2 separate regions of the Mus musculus genome follow, and region 2 is linked to region 1. A link is a contact called in public ChIA-PET data. All regions are on one chromosome and are shown on one strand. The core of a region is the stretch at or near the end of the contact, and the rest is flanking DNA. Distances in the headings are between cores, read along the strand shown. Region 1 holds the start of Lgals9 (lectin, galactose binding, soluble 9). Region 2 has its middle 38 kb from the start of Lyrm9.

What was found. ChIA-PET counts read pairs in DNA pulled down with a chosen protein or histone mark.
Region 2: a contact with region 1 is called in an RNA polymerase II ChIA-PET map of effector CD8 T cells, with 24 read pairs. The contact joins the enhancer-like site here to the promoter of Lgals9 in region 1. A contact is called at or near these places in 4 of 39 promoter capture datasets (the 3T3-L1 cell line, embryonic stem cells, epiblast stem cells and 1 more), 1 of 484 Hi-C or Micro-C datasets (bone marrow-derived macrophages), 2 of 115 datasets of contacts at active chromatin or transcription factors (effector CD8 T cells and embryonic stem cells) and 3 of 9 other capture datasets (adipose tissue, liver and pancreatic islet).

Annotation. Positions count from the first base shown.
Region 1 is chr11:78,982,736-78,986,962 of GRCm38.p6, forward strand. Lgals9 (lectin, galactose binding, soluble 9) reads right to left here and starts at 2,189. Exons shown (of 10, transcript NM_001159301.1): 1 at 2,043-2,189. The coding sequence starts at 2,081.
Region 2 is chr11:78,862,773-78,866,999 of GRCm38.p6, forward strand. No RefSeq gene overlaps it. Among named protein-coding and RNA genes, the nearest start is that of Lyrm9, 38 kb to the left of the region's middle. Within about 2 kb of position 2,304, at least 76 of the 459 cell types and tissues checked have an H3K27ac peak or open chromatin away from gene starts, as enhancers often do. A contact at or near this core is called in effector CD8 T cells, where this site is marked.

The sequences.
Region 1 (4,227 bases), core at 939-3,438:
TTTCCTGTTGGGACATGCAGAAGGCAGAGCCTACAGACAGAGTATGGTCAGCTCAGTGGTCTACTGGGGCACACAGTCTGGATACCAGCAGTGTCTGGCATATTTTCAAGCCAGAAGGCCCAGCCGTCCCAGAAGTTCAAAGACCCAGACAGTTCCTCAAGCATCCTAACAGCTTTGGTTTTACTGTCTTTGTGGGCGAGGAAACGGAAGTGCAGAAAATTAAGTAACTTGCCCAAAGCTACACAGCTGGTTAACGACAAGCCTGGGGTTCAGACACTAGAACCAATGTTCTCCGTCATAGGTGATATAGGCTCCCTTTCATGAGGAAGCACATACATGCCCTTGGCCCCTGGTCACCAGGGTCACACAAGAGAGTCATACTGCCCAGTCCCATCTTCTTCTGGACCCTCATGGGAGTCAGCAACCAAGCCTGTCCATGACATGGCCCTCAGGCTGTGACAATACTGTTCCTCTGCAGGACAGGAGTCACATGACTTTTGTACAACGTCAGCACTTCAGTGGACGTGTGACCCACAGCTGCAGAAGTCAGTGGGTCACTGAGTGAGACCAGCCAGGTAGGAGGACCTGTGATCCCAGTGCTACGGCGACATAGCCTCCATGTCTCCCACCAAGACCTGTTTAACCTCTCCCCTCCCCCGTGGGAGGATTTCCCTTCATAATTGAAAATATTGCTTTTTCCTTCATTTTTTTTTTCTGATTGTTTTAAAGATGGGGCACTGTTCAAGACCAGGCTGGCCTTGAACTCAGAAATCCGCCTGCCTCTGCCTCCCTAGTGCTGGGAAAAGTCTACTTTCTAAATTCAAGTTGTCAGCTCTGCCTGGTGGGAAACCAGAGTGGGTGTATCATGCCCCTGTGACACGTCCTGCCCTTGAAGGCCCCACAGAGACACTGGACAGTCCCTTCTAGCTTTCCCATCTACCTTCCATGCAGGTCCCAAGTTAGAAGCCTTAACCCTGTGGCTGAGGACACTGGTAGCCCCAAGCAAAGCCCAGAGCCGTGCTAGATCAGGCTCTGACGCTGGGCTCTGGCAGCCAGCTCACCTACAGACCCTGCTATCTCCCACCTGCACACACGGCGACTCTACAGAAGGTTCCTGGGAGCATCACTTTCGTCTCCATTACTGCCATCTCCCCATGAGCATCCCCTCTTCTGGGAAAAGCACTTTCCTTCGCTGTCACCCACCATCTGAGGACATGTGGCAAGGCCTCGACCTCTCAAAGTCTCAGTGTCTCCACTTACAGTGTGGCTACTAAGCTTCCTAGTGTATAAACAAAACCACCTATAGACAGGGGGTGGAAAAAGGAGCCCAAGGCAGCCCTTTGCACCCTGCACTAAAAGACAGTCCCTACTTGCCTGTCTGCACACACTCTGGAAGTGTTCTTGGGTGAATTCTGATGTGGCCCTTGGAGAACAGAGGGGAGGGCTTCCCTGTTCCCCTCCCGTGCACTCCCAAGACACCTCCATGTTCCAGGTGCTGTTTAAACACCCACGTGTGCTATCTGCTTTCTCCTTGTTTTAACCTCAGGAGACAGACTAAGTATTATTTCCATTTTACAGATACAGAGAGGAGAAAGTACTGCGCGTGCGACATCACCTAGTTTGTAAATGGCTGAACAGAGATCCTCTCTAAGGCAGACACTTTAAGTGTCATGTGAATATCTGCTACCTGCTACCTCCCCCCACCCCCAACAAGCCCATCCACATCATCATATAAACCGTCTCCTTCCTTTGTAGATGCTACCAGGTAGCATGGAACAGGCACATGTTAATTCACCTCATAAATCATAGTGAGTGGCACCCTTGGGTCCTCAGAGGCACAGCAAGCCTAGCATGAGACACGAGCTGCATCAGGATGACCCAGCTGACATGCCTGGCATGTTTGTCCCTTATGTGCTGTCTGCAGGACACCCCACCCTCTATCTGTGCCACTCCGTTGTTTCCCCACAGGTCCAGAGCAACTTCCCCTGGATGTGGCCGTTAGCTTTTCCTCAATCACCCCACAACTGCATCCCACAACTCACCGGGTTAATGTATGGAGACTGGGCACTGAAGAGAGCCATCTCTTCTATCTCAGGGGAACCAATGCTCTCTTCCTCACTCGATGGTGGACGACAGAACTCTGCGCAGGGCAGGGCTGAGCTAGGAAACAGAAACCACAGCTATTTGGCACTTCTTCAAGGGGAGGAGCTCAGTGGCTGAGGGAAGTGTCTAGAGAAAAAGAAAGCTGATGTCAGGGTGGAGGGCTGGAGGTGGGACTCAGTGGGAGGACCTAGGACCAGTGGACACTGGGTGTTCCCTGCTCTGCCTTGACTTTCCCTTCCTGTGCTCTGCCCAGAGAACCAGTCACATGGCCAGCAGGCGTTCCTCGACAGCCTCGGCCAGAAGTGGCTGTGCTTCTGAGCCTGCTTCCTCACCCCATCTAGCAGAGCTGAGCCTTCATTTGTCCTCTGGGTGGGCATCCGTGGAAAAGACCTTCCTCAGACCTTTGTATGTGCAGAGAAAACAGTGCTCAGAAAGACCAAGGGGCAGCATGAGCAAGGTTACACAACTCCTTACGGGCACTCCGAAATCTCTGTGATGCTGTAGGCTTCCAAGAAGCATCTCTCCCTGGTGTGAAAGCTTAACCATGGAGAGCTATTTTGCAAGAAACACACCACCGCTGAGGTTGTTAATGTGGACTATGTGGGGGCCCTGGGAACTTCATTGCCATCTGCCTGTGAATTTGTCTGTTCTCCTTGTCTCTCCCCTCTGTCCCTCTGTTTTGGGGTAAGAAGAGGAAACATACTTTGGACACAGTAGAATATTCCAAGTGACAAGGGAGGAGACCCTAGGAAATATTTGAAATAGTTTTGAAGCCAGGAGAGATGACCCATCATGAATTCCCAGCATGCCTAGTCTACAACATACATAATTGCTCCCTCCTCCTTTCCTCCCTCCCCACTTCCTCCTTTTCTTCATGTAGACCAGGCTGGCTTTGAACCCAGTATGTAGCCAAGGATGGCCTTGAACTTCTTCTTTTTTTTAATAATTTTTATTTTTTATTTATATGTAAGTACACTGTAGCTGTCTTCAGACACACCAGTAGAGGATGTCAGATGTCATTACAGATGGTTGTAAGCCACCATGTGGTTGTTGGGATTTGAACTTTGGACCTTCATAAGAACAGTCAGTGCTCTTTTTTTTGGTTTTTTGTTTTTGTCTTTGTTTTTTGTTTTGTTTTGTTTTTGTTTTTCGGGCAATTAGCGCTCTTAACCAGTGAGCCATCTCTCCAGCCCCAACCTTGAACTTCTGATCCTCCTGCCTCTACCTCCCAAGTGCTTGGATTATACCTATGACTCACCTCTACCTGATGGTGCCGGGGTTAGGACCTAAGGCTTCCTATGAGCTAGACATGCACTCCACCAACTGAACTACATCACCAGCCTTTCCCTGCCTTAAACAAAAACACAAAACCAAAACCCAGCTCCTGCAGCTTAGGTTATGAGTTAAGGGAAATAATCAGTGAAGCAAAGAATTGCAGGACAGGTTTGGGGTGGGGGTGGGACTGGGGAGCCAGGAAAACAGACTTACCTGGACTCATTCAGGACTTTGGGATTGCACTATGGCTAGCTAGGAGCAAGCTTGCTGTGACAAAGCTGTGGTCGTTATTCCCAGAGAAGTATGGGCTGCAAACTTATTCCCACAGCATCAGTGTTGGGAAGTGTACCCGGCACCATGGGAGCTGATTCGGTTTGGGGACTGGTTCTTTTCCTTGGACTGGTGTGGCTTAGCAAAAGACATGCAGCTGCAGATTTGACCTCTTGCCTATATTTCTACCTTCTGCCTTCAACCATGCAGTCATAAGACGGTTATCTTGGTTTGTGCTTCCCAGCCTCCAGGGTAGAGAGAAAGAAACATACATTCTCTATGAACTAGTTAGCCTACGTTCTCTATGAATTAGTTAGCCTGCAACATTCTGTTACAGTATCACAGAATGGCCCTCTGGGTACCAAGGGATACCAAGGGGAAAATCAGTTCCAAGGAGGAAGTCAGACACTTATCTGCAACACGATTTCTTCTTACACTCAGCCGAGACACACCAAAACTTGCAAAGACTAATTCTTAGATATGCTTTCTTAGAGGCCACGCGCCTCCTTTTACCTTTGCCCCAGTTATAAGTGCCTTACTCAACAGGAACTGACTGGATTTCAAGAGCAGGCTATCCTG
Region 2 (4,227 bases), core at 1,054-3,553, 120 kb before region 1:
GCAGTCATGCACGAAGAAGGAGGGAGAAGAGGAGGAAAGAAGAAAAAAGAAAGGAAAAAAGAAAGAGAAGGAGAAGGAAGAAGAATGAGGAGGAGAAGGAGAGAAAGGAGAAGAAGAAGAAGAAGAAGAAGAAGAAGAAGAAGAAGAAGAAGAAGAAGAAGAAGAAGAAGAAGAAGAAGAAGAAGAAGAAATTAGATACTTTTGTTTGTTTGTTTGTTTGTTTGTTTGTTTTTGAGACAGGGTTTCTCTGTGTATCCCTGGCTGCTCTGGAACTCACTCTGTAGACCAGGCTGTCCTGGAACTCAGAAATCCGCCTGCCTCTGCCTCCCAAGTGCTGGGATTAAAGGCATGTGCCACCATTGCCTGGCATACTTAGATGTCTTGATGGTAAAGATCAAATGTGCCCCAGGTGACTTGATCCCCAATCAGCAGGAAGTAGTCTAACTATCACATCACCCACTTTCTATTCTATCCTGTTTTCTCTCCTATTTAGTGTCAGGGTAGAAAAAGGATGGAGAAGGGCGAAAGAAAGAAGAACCCACAAAGTAGCAAAAGACAAGCTACATCTGGGTCCTCTGGGAAACTAGCCAGCATGTTACCTGCAGTCCTTTCTCTAGCCTTTTAAATGCTACTTTTGTAGAGTCTGCAAAGAAACAAATGTTAGCAGGAAGCGGCAATGGGAAAGAGAGGAAAGGGAGAATTCTAGAATGAAGTTTGTAGGTTACATGTACTCAGAACTTATCCCTGCCAGATGCTTGGCTTGAAGCTCTTAGTTCAAACTTCTCCAAGAAGTGTTATCAGTGACCCTGATTTCCAGATGGAAGAATTAAGAAGGCCCAGAGAAATGAATCAGCTCACTTAGGACCACACAGCTACTGAATAGTGTGGTGGGATTAAATGAAAGGCCAATATCCAGGGACTAGAGAGACGGCTCAGCCATTGAGAGCACTTGTTGCTCCCGCAGAAGACCCAGGTTTGGTTCCCAGAACCCATGTGGTTGCTCACAACCATGTGTAACTCCACTTCTGCTCTCTTCTGATCTTCATGGGCACCAGGTACACATGCAGTACCCATACATAAGTGTAGGTAAACAGTCATGCACATAAGAAATAGAAAATAAATTTAAAAATTTAAAATAAAGTCAATAACCGAAGAACCCGTGTCCCACCACACCCCTTCTCCAATCCCTGCCATGGCAGTTTTATACCATGGACTTTCTTGCGTGAACTTTCTTGCTGTCTAGACTTGAGGTTTCTGTGTAGGTTCCTCTCCTCTTGACCTACAGGCCCCTCCTGTCTCCCTCTGTTGTTAAGCAATCCTTAGCTGGTATTCTGGTGGCTCTTGGGTGAGGTTTGGAAAGAATGAATGTGGTGGTAGATGCAGCAGCAAGCGGGTGTGGACTTTGATGGATAGGAGCTGCAGGTATGGGCATTGATGGACAGAAGATAGTCTTTCTCAGTTAAGCTTGTAGATCTCCTGCCTGGCATTATAGGTCAATGTTCTGTCTGTACAGGAGGGCTGGCTTCTGAGTCTGGAGGCTGGTAGCCACAGTCTTACCATTGTTCTCTGGCCTTCTATCCTTCCAATAGATTGTTATTGCTTTTTCTGGAGATGGTTTCTCACATGTAGCCTCCACACAGGCCTTGAACTCATGTAGCTAAAGACAACCTTGAATTTCTCACCCTCCTGCTGTCACCTTTCAATTTCTGGGATGATGGACACACAGTTTATGCAGTGCTGTGGCTCAAATCTGGGCTTCATGCAGGCTGGGCAACCACTCTTCCAACTGAGCCACAGCCCCAACCCTTTCAGGTGGCTCTTTATGCTCTCATTTCTTATAGTGGATCCTCTTCTTAAAATGCCCGAGTGAATTTATTTGTATGAAGGCCTGGGTACAGTCTGTGGCCTTGTCCTCTCAGACGAACCTCTTTAGAGGTTTGTTTGTTATGAAAGAGTTTACTGGAGAACTGAGGAAATGGACTTGGGGGGCAGGAAACCACATGCTGAGTGTCTCAGGAGCTTCCCCTTGTCCTGTGGCTTTTCTGAAGACCCGACTAAAGATACATTATAGGGGTTGTGAGTGGGGGTGACTCACTGACAGCTACCAAAAAATCCCTCCCCCCAGTTCATGTTTTTCCCTCATCTTTTGCATGGCTAAGGTTACCCACAGTGGGAATCTTGTGGTCAGGGAAGAGTCTTGTAACTCTTCCTTACCTTCTCTAAGAGGGAACAGGAGCCCAGTCAACACTACCTAGCTGTCTGCCACATCTTTCTGTTTCTGTCTTTGTCATGACTGTGGGCTGAGGTCTGACGAGTCACCACATCCTCACAATGGAGATGGTTATGTCTAGCCCCAGGAAGCAGTGACACTTTACTGTCCTTGGAATTAGGGGACAGAGCCTGCTCCTCTGCTTCACATTGGCTAGGGACCTGCCTAGAGTCAGGAACTCTCTAAAGGATCATAATTATCCAATAATCCTAACCCGGTGAGTCTTCCAGGCCACCTTGCCCCTTTCCCTGGCCATTCATTGCCTATCTCTGTGTGAAGGAGATGGAAGCAACACAGGTTATTGTCCCCAGAGCAAACAAAAAGAAAACTGAAGCATCAAGAGGCCATAATGGGGCAGTCTGTGGCAAACACGTGAAGAACTAGAGAAAGGCAGAAAAGTCCCAAGGGAGGTGGGATATTGTGAAATGATATTCCTGATGAGACGTGAACAAATATCCATTCTCCCCAGATAAGGAACTGGTGGCAAAGTATGGAATCCACCAAAGTCCAATTTGGTGAAGCAATGACTTTTATTGAGATTACTCACAGGAATATGGGTAAAGGGTTACTTACAGGAATAGAAATGACTCACCAGAGCCCACCCCAACATGGGTGACAGCTCACAAAAGTTGGGAACTTGGAGCACACTGCATAGCTGAACAGTTGGACAGGTTGGACAGTGCCCTTTTCAGGTGGCTCAGTTTGTTCGAGTCTCACAGCAGGCAGCTCAGCTCTCTTGGTTTCTTCTACGCTGCTTGGCTGGTCTCTGCTTCTTTCCAGGCAGCCGGGATTATCTGAGACTTCTTTTCAGTCTAGCTTGTCTGAGAGTGACTCTCAGCAGTCTTACTATTTACTCTTGGACAGAGGGGAACTTAGTGAATGTAGTCAGTTTCAGGAACTTCCTGAAGCTCTTTTTGTTGTTGTTTACTTCCCATTTTACAGGGCTTCTCTGCAGGATGGAATGTTTGACCTCCCCTACAATGATTCCCAACCTGTGGGTTATCACCATTGGGGAACACATATTTCAGATAGTCTTAGGAATCCACAACCATAAATTTCTCCTCCCTCCCTCCCTTCCTCCCTCCCTCATTCCTTCCCTCCCTCCTTCCCTCCCTCCCTCCCCTTCTCTCTCTCTCTCTCTTTCTCTCTCTCTCTCTCTTTCTCTACCTCCCTCCCTCCCTTTCTCTCTCTCCTTTTTAAAAAGACAGGAGGGTTTCTTTGTGTACCCTGGCTGTCCTGGAACTCACTCTGTAGACCAGGCTGGCCTCAAACTCATAGAGATCGGATAGCAGTCATGTTTACAGCCACAAAAACAAAATGTGGGGAAGTACATTAGCCAGCACATCATACTCATACCAAAGCAATAGCAGTTGGTTTTCACTGGGGCCTGTGACTTCCCTTGCCATAAAATTCATGTAAGCTTCCTGTATTGATGTGACATCCCTCTGTAGAGGAGGCCTTAAGTCCAATGAGAAAGCCAGTTTTATTCATAACATTTGTGCCACTACTGCAGTAGCTGACCCAGGCTATCTTGAACTTCCATGAAGCCTACATTAAGTAGTACACTGGGCTGTGATTCTCTCCTGGTCTCTTTACTCCAAGCCCTAGTCAGGAATCTTTGGCAATAGAGTCTTGTCATGCAGTTCTGGAGGGCAGCCAATAGCAATGGTGATAGCTTTTACTGTTTTAGAGAGCTCTAGGGCCTCGGTGGCACTAACTCCTAGGGAGGTGACTCATCCTTAATACTGGGATTTTTTTTAACAACAAAAACGTTACGATTTTTGGGAACACCTGTTCTTACTCTTACAAGGTCCCCTTTGAAAATCAGTTTATGAACTGATTTTCCATCCCTATTTACTCTGGTGCACGTACCCATTTTCTCAAATGTGTCCCTAAATCTATAAAACACTAAAGGGACACACACACATCACACCGACACACACATGCAACCTTAATAG